Linked DNA regions of Oryctolagus cuniculus: all the other regions are linked to region 1. A link is a contact called in public Micro-C data. All regions are on one chromosome and are shown on one strand. The core of a region is the stretch at or near the end of the contact, and the rest is flanking DNA. Distances in the headings are between cores, read along the strand shown.

Region 1 (2,908 bases), core at 297-2,796:
TTGTATACAAGATGGTAGACCTCAGAAACCCCTTTTTATGGATGCTTGAGGACACCCTGAGTAATTAGCTTATAATGAGATCTTCCAAGGATAGCAACACAGTTGGGTACTCTCACATTGGCCTTAGCATCTGCCATGAAGACTAGAGGAGATGAAGATTTTGACAGTTCAAGGAGAAAGAACAGGGAGAGAGCCTGGCGCACTGAGTGGAAACAGTGGATCTGTTTGGGGAGTTTCAGTGCTGAACCTCATGTGCACATGAGTGAATGAAAGGAACCCACAGAAAAGCAACATTGTGAAAATGTAAGTAATTGTCATTTTTTAACCGGTGTTCTGCATTTTAATCATTTCCTCTAAAAATTCTTTTTTCTGGGCCAGCATTGGTGCTCAGTGGGTTAAGCCACCACCTATGATGCTGGATCCCATATCAGAGCTCCAGTTTGAGTACTGGCTGCTCTGTTTCCAATCCAGATCCCTGCTAATGCACCTAGGAGAGCAGCAGAAGATGGCTCAAGTCCTTGGACCCCTGCAGCCACATGGGAGACCTGGATTGAGTTCCTGGCTCTTGGCTTCAGCCTGGCCCAGACTGACTGTCACAGCCATTTGGGGAGTGAACCAGTTGACTGAAGATCTTTGTCTCTGCCTCTCTCTCAAATAAATAATTTATTTGAAAAGCAGAGTGACAGAGAGGTAGAGGCAAAGAGAGAGAGAGAGGTCTTCCATCCGTTGGTTCATTCCCCAGATGGTCTCAATGGCTGGAGCTGCGCCGATCCAAAGCCAGGAGCCTGGAGCTTTTCCAGGTCTCCCATGCAGGTTCAAGGGCCCAAGGACTTGAGCCATCTTCTACTGCTTTCTCAGGCCATAGCACAGAGCTGGATCGGAAGTGGAATAGCCAGGACTAGAACTGGTGCCCAAATGGGTTGCTGGTGCCGCAGGCAGCGGCTTTATCCACTATGCTGCAGTGCTGGCCTCTAAAGTAAATCCTTTTAAAAAATATTTCTACCTTGTTGTTTTCTATGACGAGAAGTTGTTGATCTTGGTGTTACTGTGGAGGGAGAAAGGCTCAGGGCTGATGCTCACCAGGAGGGAATATGACTTCCTGTTGTTCTGGCCTTGGTCAAGAGTCGAGGGGGCCAAGAGCGGGGGTGGGGGTGCGGCACAGTGCATGCTTGTGACCAATGTCCCTTGGGTTAGCAAGAGGATGTCCAATTTCTGGAAGATTTCCAGGAAGACTTCCTGCTCTGACAAGAACAATACAAACACAGGAAAAGGCGCTGGGGCCTAAAGAGAGTGGATAATGAGCCAGTGAAGAGAATTTTTTGATGGATGCTAATTTTGGGGAGCAGCTGGGCAGCAGAGAAGCTTCCTTCTTACTGTCCAGTGTTATGCCTCAAGCCAGCCCAGGCTTCTCCTCTGTGGCGGCAGGTTAGGAGCTGCATGAAGGTGTCCAGTAACTTTTGTTCCACCCCTTATTCTCCACTCCACACTTCTCTCATGGTGACCCACACTGTGGGAGGAGGGGGTGAAGAACGGGCAGTGGATTAGGTAGTATTCATATTTATGTAGAGCCTCAACGATAAGCCTTAAGTGTGTGGGGTTACGCACATATCACAGAGCTGTACTCAGCCTCACTCAGTAGTATCAGCAGAAAACATATATTCCAAACTTAATATCACTACCATTCCTACATTTTGTATTATTTTCTCAAAGCGTGTGAAATGCTCCATAATGTTGCATTATACACACACAGATGTTTGTGTATGTGACTCTTTGTGTGTATGTGTGTAGGGGTGTCATAGCTTTAATTTGCTAACTATAAACATTTGAAATACACCAGAGTTATAGCAACTTTGTTTTGTTACTAAATATATATAAATATATATATACCCATATATATATGGAGCTGTAAAAAATGGAATCAGTTACATTTTTTAAAATAATTAAAGTGGAAGTAGCTTGGCTCTGTCTGCATTTCGGAGAACGGTAAGGAGAGGTCCAAGCTGGAGACTTAGAGTGCCTGTCCTAGATGGATGCTTGTACTGAGAGCTTCCAAACGATAGGATATTACACCAGCCCCTGGGCCCTGTAGGAGCCTCTCTCGCCAATTCTGGCTTCATCTGCATCACTCTGGCGGCCTCTGCTGGGCTGGTGGTGAAAGGCAACCGTGGGTGGAGTGGGACCCAGAACCCTGGCTGGGACAGGAGAAGCTAAGTGAGATGACCTTGTGGGCAGCATGGGGTCAGAAGGGACTCAAAGAAGACAAACTCCGTTTAGCCTCAAGGTTGATCATGCCAGGCCAGGGGCCTAAGAAGTTGTTGTGATAGTGGTGCTGAAGAGGTGAAGCAAGTTCAGGTCTGAGGCAAGCACACTGAGAGAATTGTTCCATAGCTGGAATTAATGACTCACTTTTGTCTCTTTGGCTTCCTCACTCCATATGGTGACCATAAAGGGCCTGGCCTCTCCAAGCTGGGAAGCCATCCTCCTGCGTGCAGCTGGCTGGGTCATGAACTCTCAGATTCAGAGAGAGGGAACAGGAATTCTTGCTAAGGCCTCCTGCCTAAAGCTGAGCTCTCTGATCCAGTTTTTACTAAAGAACCTTATTCTGAGGACATGAAGAAATCTTAATCAGCCATTTAATAAAAATCCTTCCTCGTTGTCCATGTGGCATTTATCCCTGGGGGGTATACATGGTTGGATTCAGGCCCCCAAGCCCTTCCCTGAGCATACTGGTGACCAAGTGGGTCCCAGGGAGCTTTCAAGGTTAAAAATAACCCATGAGAGCTCACAGCTTAGTGCAGCTGCTATGGCTGGTGCCTTGACCGAAGCTTGTATCAGGTTATTGGAAAAATAGACGCTTTTAGGTCTGGTGAAGGCTCACTTCAAATGGACAGAGGTTTTAGCCATCACG
Region 2 (3,256 bases), core at 51-2,550, 72 kb before region 1:
TTGGAGTACCACCCTGCTCCCACCCCTGATGGAGGCCCCCGGCAAGACAGCAGCCTTAGCTTTGGGCTGCACATCAGGAGCTAGTGGGCGATGCTTAAAACACACACCTGCTGCATCTCACTGATAACCCTGGGTCCTGGGTAACACAACCAGGGGAGAGAAGGAAACACAGAGACCCTGTCCTTCTCAGCAGGAAGAGTTGAAGGTAGGGGAAGGAGAGGTCAAAAACAGGATATAATCAATCTTCTGAGAGAAAAATCCCTCTTAGCCATGGGGAAAGTGAGGCTCAATCCCCCTCCACGCGCGCACACATACGCGCGCGCTCACACACACACACACACACACACGGCTTCATCCCACTGCATCCCAGCTCAACTGACAGCAAAGGAAAAGAGAGGACACAGTTGTGAGTCTGACATCAACAGCGCCCTTTCCCCATGATATTTTCCTCTACGTCCCCCCAAATGGGAGCTCGCACTCCCGGGCTCTAGAAACGTCTGGGGGGCGGGCAGGGCGGGGGCTGCAGTGGCCGGGCTCGGCGCCGCGGGTGGGGGTGGGGGGGCCGGGGCTGCAGCAGCGGCCAGCTCAGTGCGAAGGGGAGGGGGATGCTGCGGCTGCGGCGCGCGGCTCCTGGGACCACTGCAGGGGTGGGGGGAGGGGCCGGGGGTGCTGCAGCGCTGCCCAGCAGCGGGGTTGGGATCCTGGAAGCGGCACTAGCGGGGGGGCGGGGCCGGCCACCAAACATCCCCCCCACTCCCAGGCACCGCAGCGGGTCTGAAGCTGCAGGGCTGGGGAGGGTCCTGAGTGCCAGGCGCGTGGGACGTGGGGACAGGGTGCACAGTGAGCTCCGGAGCAGGGTGGGGAGGGGGCGGCGAGCAGGAGGGGTCGGGGCAAGGGTGAGGGAGGGGCGGGGCTGGAGGGCGCCCAGGAGCTGTTTGGGGGGCTGCAGTCCCCGCGGCAGAGCGGAGTGCAGCAGCCCGCGCAGCTGCTGCGGGGCGCAAAGGGGGCTGCGGGGCATGAAGTGGGGGTCGCGGGGGTTCCGGAGGCAGCAGGCGGGAAAGGCTGGGGGTGGGGCGGGCCGAGGGGGCGCTGCAGCGGCCAGTGCAGGGCCGGGGGCGGGGCGAGGAGCCGCATAGCGCCCGGGCGGCGGGGGCAGGGTGGGGGGCCGCGGCGGGCGGCGGCGGGCGGGCCGTACTTGCCGAGCTCCTCGAAGAGCTGGTAGTCGTCGGTGAAGCGGGTGCAGGTGGCGGTGGTGGCCATGCTGGCGGGCGGGCGGACGCGGCGGTGCAGCCCGCGCCGACGTCGGTGCACAGTCACCGCCGCCCGGCCGAGGGAGCAAGAGGAGGAGACGGGGCTGAGCCCGGCAGCACCGCGAGACTTTACCGGGGAGAGCGAGGGAGGGAGGGACACCCCCGCGCCCGCCCGCCCGCCCCGCCCCCAGCCTCGCCGGCCCCCCCCCCGCCCGGCCCCCGGACCGCCCCCGGGGTGGGGCCTCCCGCCACTGGCCCCGCCCTGCCCGGGAGCCGCCCGGGCTGGGCCAGGCGTGCTAGAGAACCTGGAGGAGGGGTCCCAGCTCCAGGGCACCCGCCAGAGCGGACAGAGGTTTGCGACCAGTAGACTCGTCCCGGAGCCCACCCTGCAAGGGCTTGGGAATGTGTGTGCAAGGGTGTACGTGTTAGGAGTGGTGGAAGGGTCTGGACCATCCAGCTCTCCGGAGAGGCCCCCCCCCCCAGGCGGGGTCCCAAGTCTCCCCCCATCCCCACCCAGGGCTCACTTCGAGTGCAAGGCGTGCCAAGGTCAAGCAGCCCGAGTCACAGCCCAGCTGGTGCAGAGCCAGCTGCTAGCAGCCTGAGGTCGTGGAGCTGACAGTCTAGACTTGGGCAAGCACCAGGGCCATTATTAGGAGAACTCGCATCAGGTGCCGTTGGATCAGAGCGACCAGGCCAGGGACAAGGATACAGGTGGAGCTGTGCCTTCCTGTGCTGGATCTTAGAGATGAGAGAATGTGCTCTTTCAGGCCAGTGAATGAAAGGGATGGTGCGGTAATGCTTTCAAAAGGCTCCGTGCTTGGGCACTACAAAAGCAAATGGAAAGATGGAGAAAACATCCCCATTTTCTTGCAGAGCACCCTGCACTTGTGTGGCAGGGTGGATTTTCTGGTGTGAGAGACAAGTAGAACTACAGCATATTTATCTCAAGAGGGAACTCAGATTAGACCACCAGGCTCAGACTGGCAACTCAGTGGCCAGTTGTGTGAACTTGGGCAAGTTACTTAATTTTTGTCTGCCTCAGTTACCTTATCTGAAATTAGAAATAATAATAAGTATCTACCTCATAGCATTGTGAGCATTAAATGAGCTAAACCACATAAAGCACTTAGAATAGTACCTGGTACCTAAATAGAACTGTTTGCTGTTATAATTTGTTTAATATTTGCCTTCTCACTAAATTATAGGTTCCAATAGGGCAAGGCCTCTGCCTCCTTTGTTCACCACCATATACTCAGCCCCAGACTCAGTAAATATTTGCAGAATGTTAAAGGGAGTTATCACCCCTTCTTCTGTCCCTACGAGGACAGGTTGGTGGGACAGAGACACATAATTCTCAATGGAGGAGAAATAGGCTGGAAAGTTTTCTACCCTGCCTGAGAGAGCTGTACCCCAAGTCCAGTGCCAGCCCCTACTGGGCAGGATGGCGCTCAGCCAACTGCAGCAGCTCAGCCTTGATTACAGCAGGACGCCCACTGGGAGGCAGGCCTCCATTGTCTGCAGGCTCGCTCTGCCTGGAGGAGGCAGCTGAGAGGCGCCCCAGCCCTCCGAGCTGCCTCCCAGAGGGGTGGGTGGAGCAAAGCTCTCAGGGCTGGCTCCCTCCTTTCCCTACCCAACAGCCCTGGGTGCCGCTCTGAAAACCAGACTGCCCAGTGTGGGGTGAGTAGGGAGTAGAAGGGAGTGGTGCCTAAGAGGAAATGTGTTCCGAGAGTGCTTAGGAAAAGGAAAGCAAAGGCAGAGGGAAAGGGGAGAGGTGACAGAGCACCGAACCTCACCTCGCCCCAGGGCAACAGGAAGTAAAGCGGTGAGGGGTAAGGCCACTTCCTATTTCAAAGCACTAGGGTTAACAGCCAGGTCCCAGGTTCCAGCACGAGGTAGAGCAGTGAGAGTGTGTACCTGGGGACGCCAGGAGGTCTTGGGTTTCTGTCACCCAGCTTTAAGCAGAAGCAGTACTGCTGGCCTGCACTCCCGGCATGGAGGCTTCGTAT
Region 3 (3,253 bases), core at 607-3,106, 98 kb before region 1:
AGCTTCATCTACAATCAAACCACTTAACATTCCTCAGATTTGCCACAATTTCCCACGGCCTCTCACCCTGGCCCATGCTAGCCTCTGTCTGCAGGGTAACATCTTAGGGAACTCGTAGTCATCTTCCAAGAATGAGGACAAAGGTCACCCCCTCCACGCAGCCTTCCGTACCTCCCTGGCCCACAAGGGGACAGCAGCAACGCCTGACCTCTGGTTAGCTTCTGTTATGTACTTGTCACAATGTAGCAGGGCTGCCTGTCTGAGTATCTCTCTTCCCAGGTAACCTTTAAGGTCTTTGGGGGTAGGGACCAGTGCCTTAGTCATCTTTGTATTTCCCACACCTGCACCAAAGTGGCATTCAACAAACACAGGAAAGGACAAATAAACACACACAGCATGGTTGCCAAGATGTCCCAAGTATACTAGATCTTTTTTCTTTGACGGAAAGTAGGTATTTCAGTTTGGCAGAACTGCACGAAAACAGTCTGTCAAGCCACACCCACATTCTCAGGGCCCTCCCAGGGATTCGGCATGGCAGCTCGGCCACTGAGCTGCAGGATCATGCTCTTTTTAATTGCTCCGAGGCCCCTGTGTTTATCTGTCAGGTCTTGGTAACAGCTCCATTAGAGCTGTGTAAGAGCTGGCTCGGAGTGTGCCCTGAGCTTGGCACCCACTTTGGGTTTTGTCAACTGCTTTCCATCATCCACTACTGCAGTCTGCAACCGTCAGCCCAAGCCCTCACATAGTAACGGAACCAAATCACAGCCTGACGACAGTGAGTGCGCAAGAAACAGGTAAAGATCTGTTAGCCTCCCCGTGCCCCTCCCCCCTTGATATGTGTGGACCTTGGGCCCCTCCCAGGCCCTCTCCCTCCTGCTGGGTCCCGACTCATGGCCTAGATTGATTCCCTGCAGGCAGAAAGGACGGGGGTCGTGGTTTACCTAAGACCCGTGGAGGACTGACACCACAGAACTCTTCGGCCCCAGGTGAAGACACTTACGCAGACCCATGGGTGCTTGAGAGCCTGGTCAGCCGTGATGCGCTTTGCCGGGTTTATGGTCAACATCTGGTTGATCAAGTTCTTGGCTTCAGGAGTCACCGTATCCCATTCTGGCGATGGGAACTACGAAGCAGGAACAGGGGGAGGAGTGATTTGAAACGTGTGAGCCTCACACCCCCGAACGCAGGCTCTGTCTTCATCCCAAATACTACAGTTGGGATTGTCTGTGGTACCCAGAGCTACTCAGCAGAGAGCCGGAGAAGCCCTGAGAGTACCCCAGAACCTGTGTCAGCTTAGAGACTGGGAAAAAAGACAGAACAATCATGGTTAGGATGCCAGCACATGACAGCAGAGCCGGAAGGGGACTCCGGCATCCTCGGGTTCAAGCCCATCTCTCTACTTAGGAGGAAACAGAGGTTCAGTGCTGTGTCCGGGTACCACTGCAGTGGTGGGAGCCTCTGGATGTCGCCTCCCTGTGTCACACTCCAGGCGGCCTCTCCACTCCTTGTAAATAAGGATCAAAGTGCTTCACTGGGCTTCTTAATTTTATAGCTACCAAGAAGGCTGCCCAAAAAAGTGAGTTGTTCCCTGTGAAGTGGGGTGGCAAGAATTGAGCCCTGTATGCCCGTCCCTGGGTCCTCAAAGTCCCCTGACAGCCCCCTGTGTCACGTGACACACTGAACACACCCCCTTCCTTGGACAGAGCCCGAGGGGCAGAAATCTGCCCAGCCCGGCCTGGTTGCTCGGCTCTCCAGCAAACCGGTCCTTACATCATAGGCTCCAGCCTTGATCTGCTGATACAGCTTGTGCTGATCCTCATCCCAGAAGGGAGGGTATCCCACCAGGAGGATATACAGGATGACCCCTGCGAGACAGAACACACAGGTCACGGGGGTCAGTCACCTACTTCCCTGAGGAACCAAGAAAAGCCATGCAGGGCTCAGAGCCACCCAGAAAGGCAAGGGCCAAACCAGAGTTGGAAGTGGGTGCCAGCCAATACTGCTGTGCCGCTAGCCCCTCCTGCTACACCTCACTCCTCACGTCACCAAAGTCACATCAGGGACTTCTTTAGGCACAACCCATCCAAGGCGTGGGCAAATCCCTCTCCAAGAAGCAGAGGACGTAATCCAGGAAGTACGGGGAGGGGGAGTGTGATGGGAACAGCCATCCCAGGGGATCAGAGCAAACACCGTGATTTCACATACACCAGGCACCATGGCAAGGAAGCGTGACGCCTCTTTCTCGCCATCACTGGAAGTCGAGGGCCCTTAACATAGGAAAGCGGGTGGCATGGAGTGGGCTTACCGCAAGCCCAGATATCCACAGGTTTTCCATACGGATCTTTCCTCAAGACCTCAGGGGACAAGTAACCTGGGGTGCCAGCAAAACCTGTAGTAGAAAAGAAGGTAGAGGCACAGTGAACCCCCCTTTTTTTCTCAGTAGATCCACATCAGCAATTCCCCCTAAGTCCCTTCTCATTCCTGCTATTTTTGCTATGTAAGCTTCTAGCACACAGACTGCAAGAAATGGCAGGCTGGGCTTCTTGCAAGTGCCTGGAATCTAAGCCAGAGGGCAAGTCTACATGCCTACCAGGAACTCCTAACTCCTCCCCAGAGCTCGCAAGAACGTAGTGCTGACAACAGCTGGACTCGCCATACTGAGTCACGTAGGGCCAGGCGCAGTCTCTGTGCCCTCCCACCCTCCTCCAGTCTCCAAGGAGGCCAAGACCATTTAGGGTCTGGCTTCTGGTTCTGAAAGAGGAAGGCAGATCAGGAAGAGGAGGAAGGGCGGGGGTTGCATTCCGGGAAGACAGGGTCACCCTTACCAAACCAAGCCTGCTGCTCTCCCTGTACTTCGATGGCGAGGCCAAAGTCAGCCAGCTTGACGGCGGCACCCTTGCATTTACTCGCCAGCAGCAAGTTCTCAGGCTGCAGAAGGAACAGAAAATCTTATGAGGCAGCCACCCTGTAGCCCAGAAGGAGCCTAGTTTGGGCCCACGCAGTACCAAGATCTGGCACCAGGTGGCGCCAACATATCACAAGCTGGAGGCAAGGGATGCGGAGCCTGGGTTGTACCTTCAGGTCCCTGTGTACAATGTCATGCTGGTGAATGTGGTTAACACTCTCCAGAATCTGGTGTATACAGTGGCTAAAAGAGCAGAAGGAAAATAAATGTCAGTGCATGGTTAAACCACCTCATCCACATCTACACGCTGCAGACTAATCGCATGGGGAACGGTGGGTCCCAGGTTCA

What was found. Hi-C and Micro-C count contacts between places; a contact is called where the count stands out from the background.
Region 2: a contact with region 1 is called in a Micro-C map of ear pinna, with 4 times the contacts expected there. The contact joins the promoter of CAMK2G here to the enhancer-like site in region 1. A contact is called at or near these places in 2 of 6 Hi-C or Micro-C datasets (ear pinna and psoas muscle).
Region 3: a contact with region 1 is called in a Micro-C map of ear pinna, with 13 times the contacts expected there. The contact joins two enhancer-like sites. A contact is called at or near these places in 3 of 6 Hi-C or Micro-C datasets (ear pinna, psoas muscle and an unstated tissue).

What each region holds. Positions count from the first base shown.
Region 1 is chr15:64,975,080-64,977,987 of mOryCun1.1, forward strand. No RefSeq gene overlaps it. Among named protein-coding and RNA genes, the nearest start is that of PLAU, 32 kb to the left of the region's middle. Within about 2 kb of position 1,547, at least 3 of the 8 cell types and tissues checked have an H3K27ac peak or open chromatin away from gene starts, as enhancers often do. A contact at or near this core is called in ear pinna, where this site is marked.
Region 2 is chr15:64,903,492-64,906,747 of mOryCun1.1, forward strand. CAMK2G (calcium/calmodulin dependent protein kinase II gamma) reads right to left here and starts at 1,301. Exons shown (of 20, transcript NM_001099953.1): 1 at 1,196-1,301. The coding sequence starts at 1,260.
Region 3 is chr15:64,876,430-64,879,682 of mOryCun1.1, forward strand. It overlaps CAMK2G (calcium/calmodulin dependent protein kinase II gamma), which reads right to left. Exons shown (of 20, transcript NM_001099953.1): 6 at 3,076-3,148; 7 at 2,826-2,928; 8 at 2,306-2,389; 9 at 1,771-1,865; 10 at 1,001-1,123. Among named protein-coding and RNA genes, the nearest start is that of CAMK2G, 27 kb to the right of the region's middle. Within about 2 kb of position 1,857, at least 4 of the 8 cell types and tissues checked have an H3K27ac peak or open chromatin away from gene starts, as enhancers often do. A contact at or near this core is called in ear pinna, where this site is marked.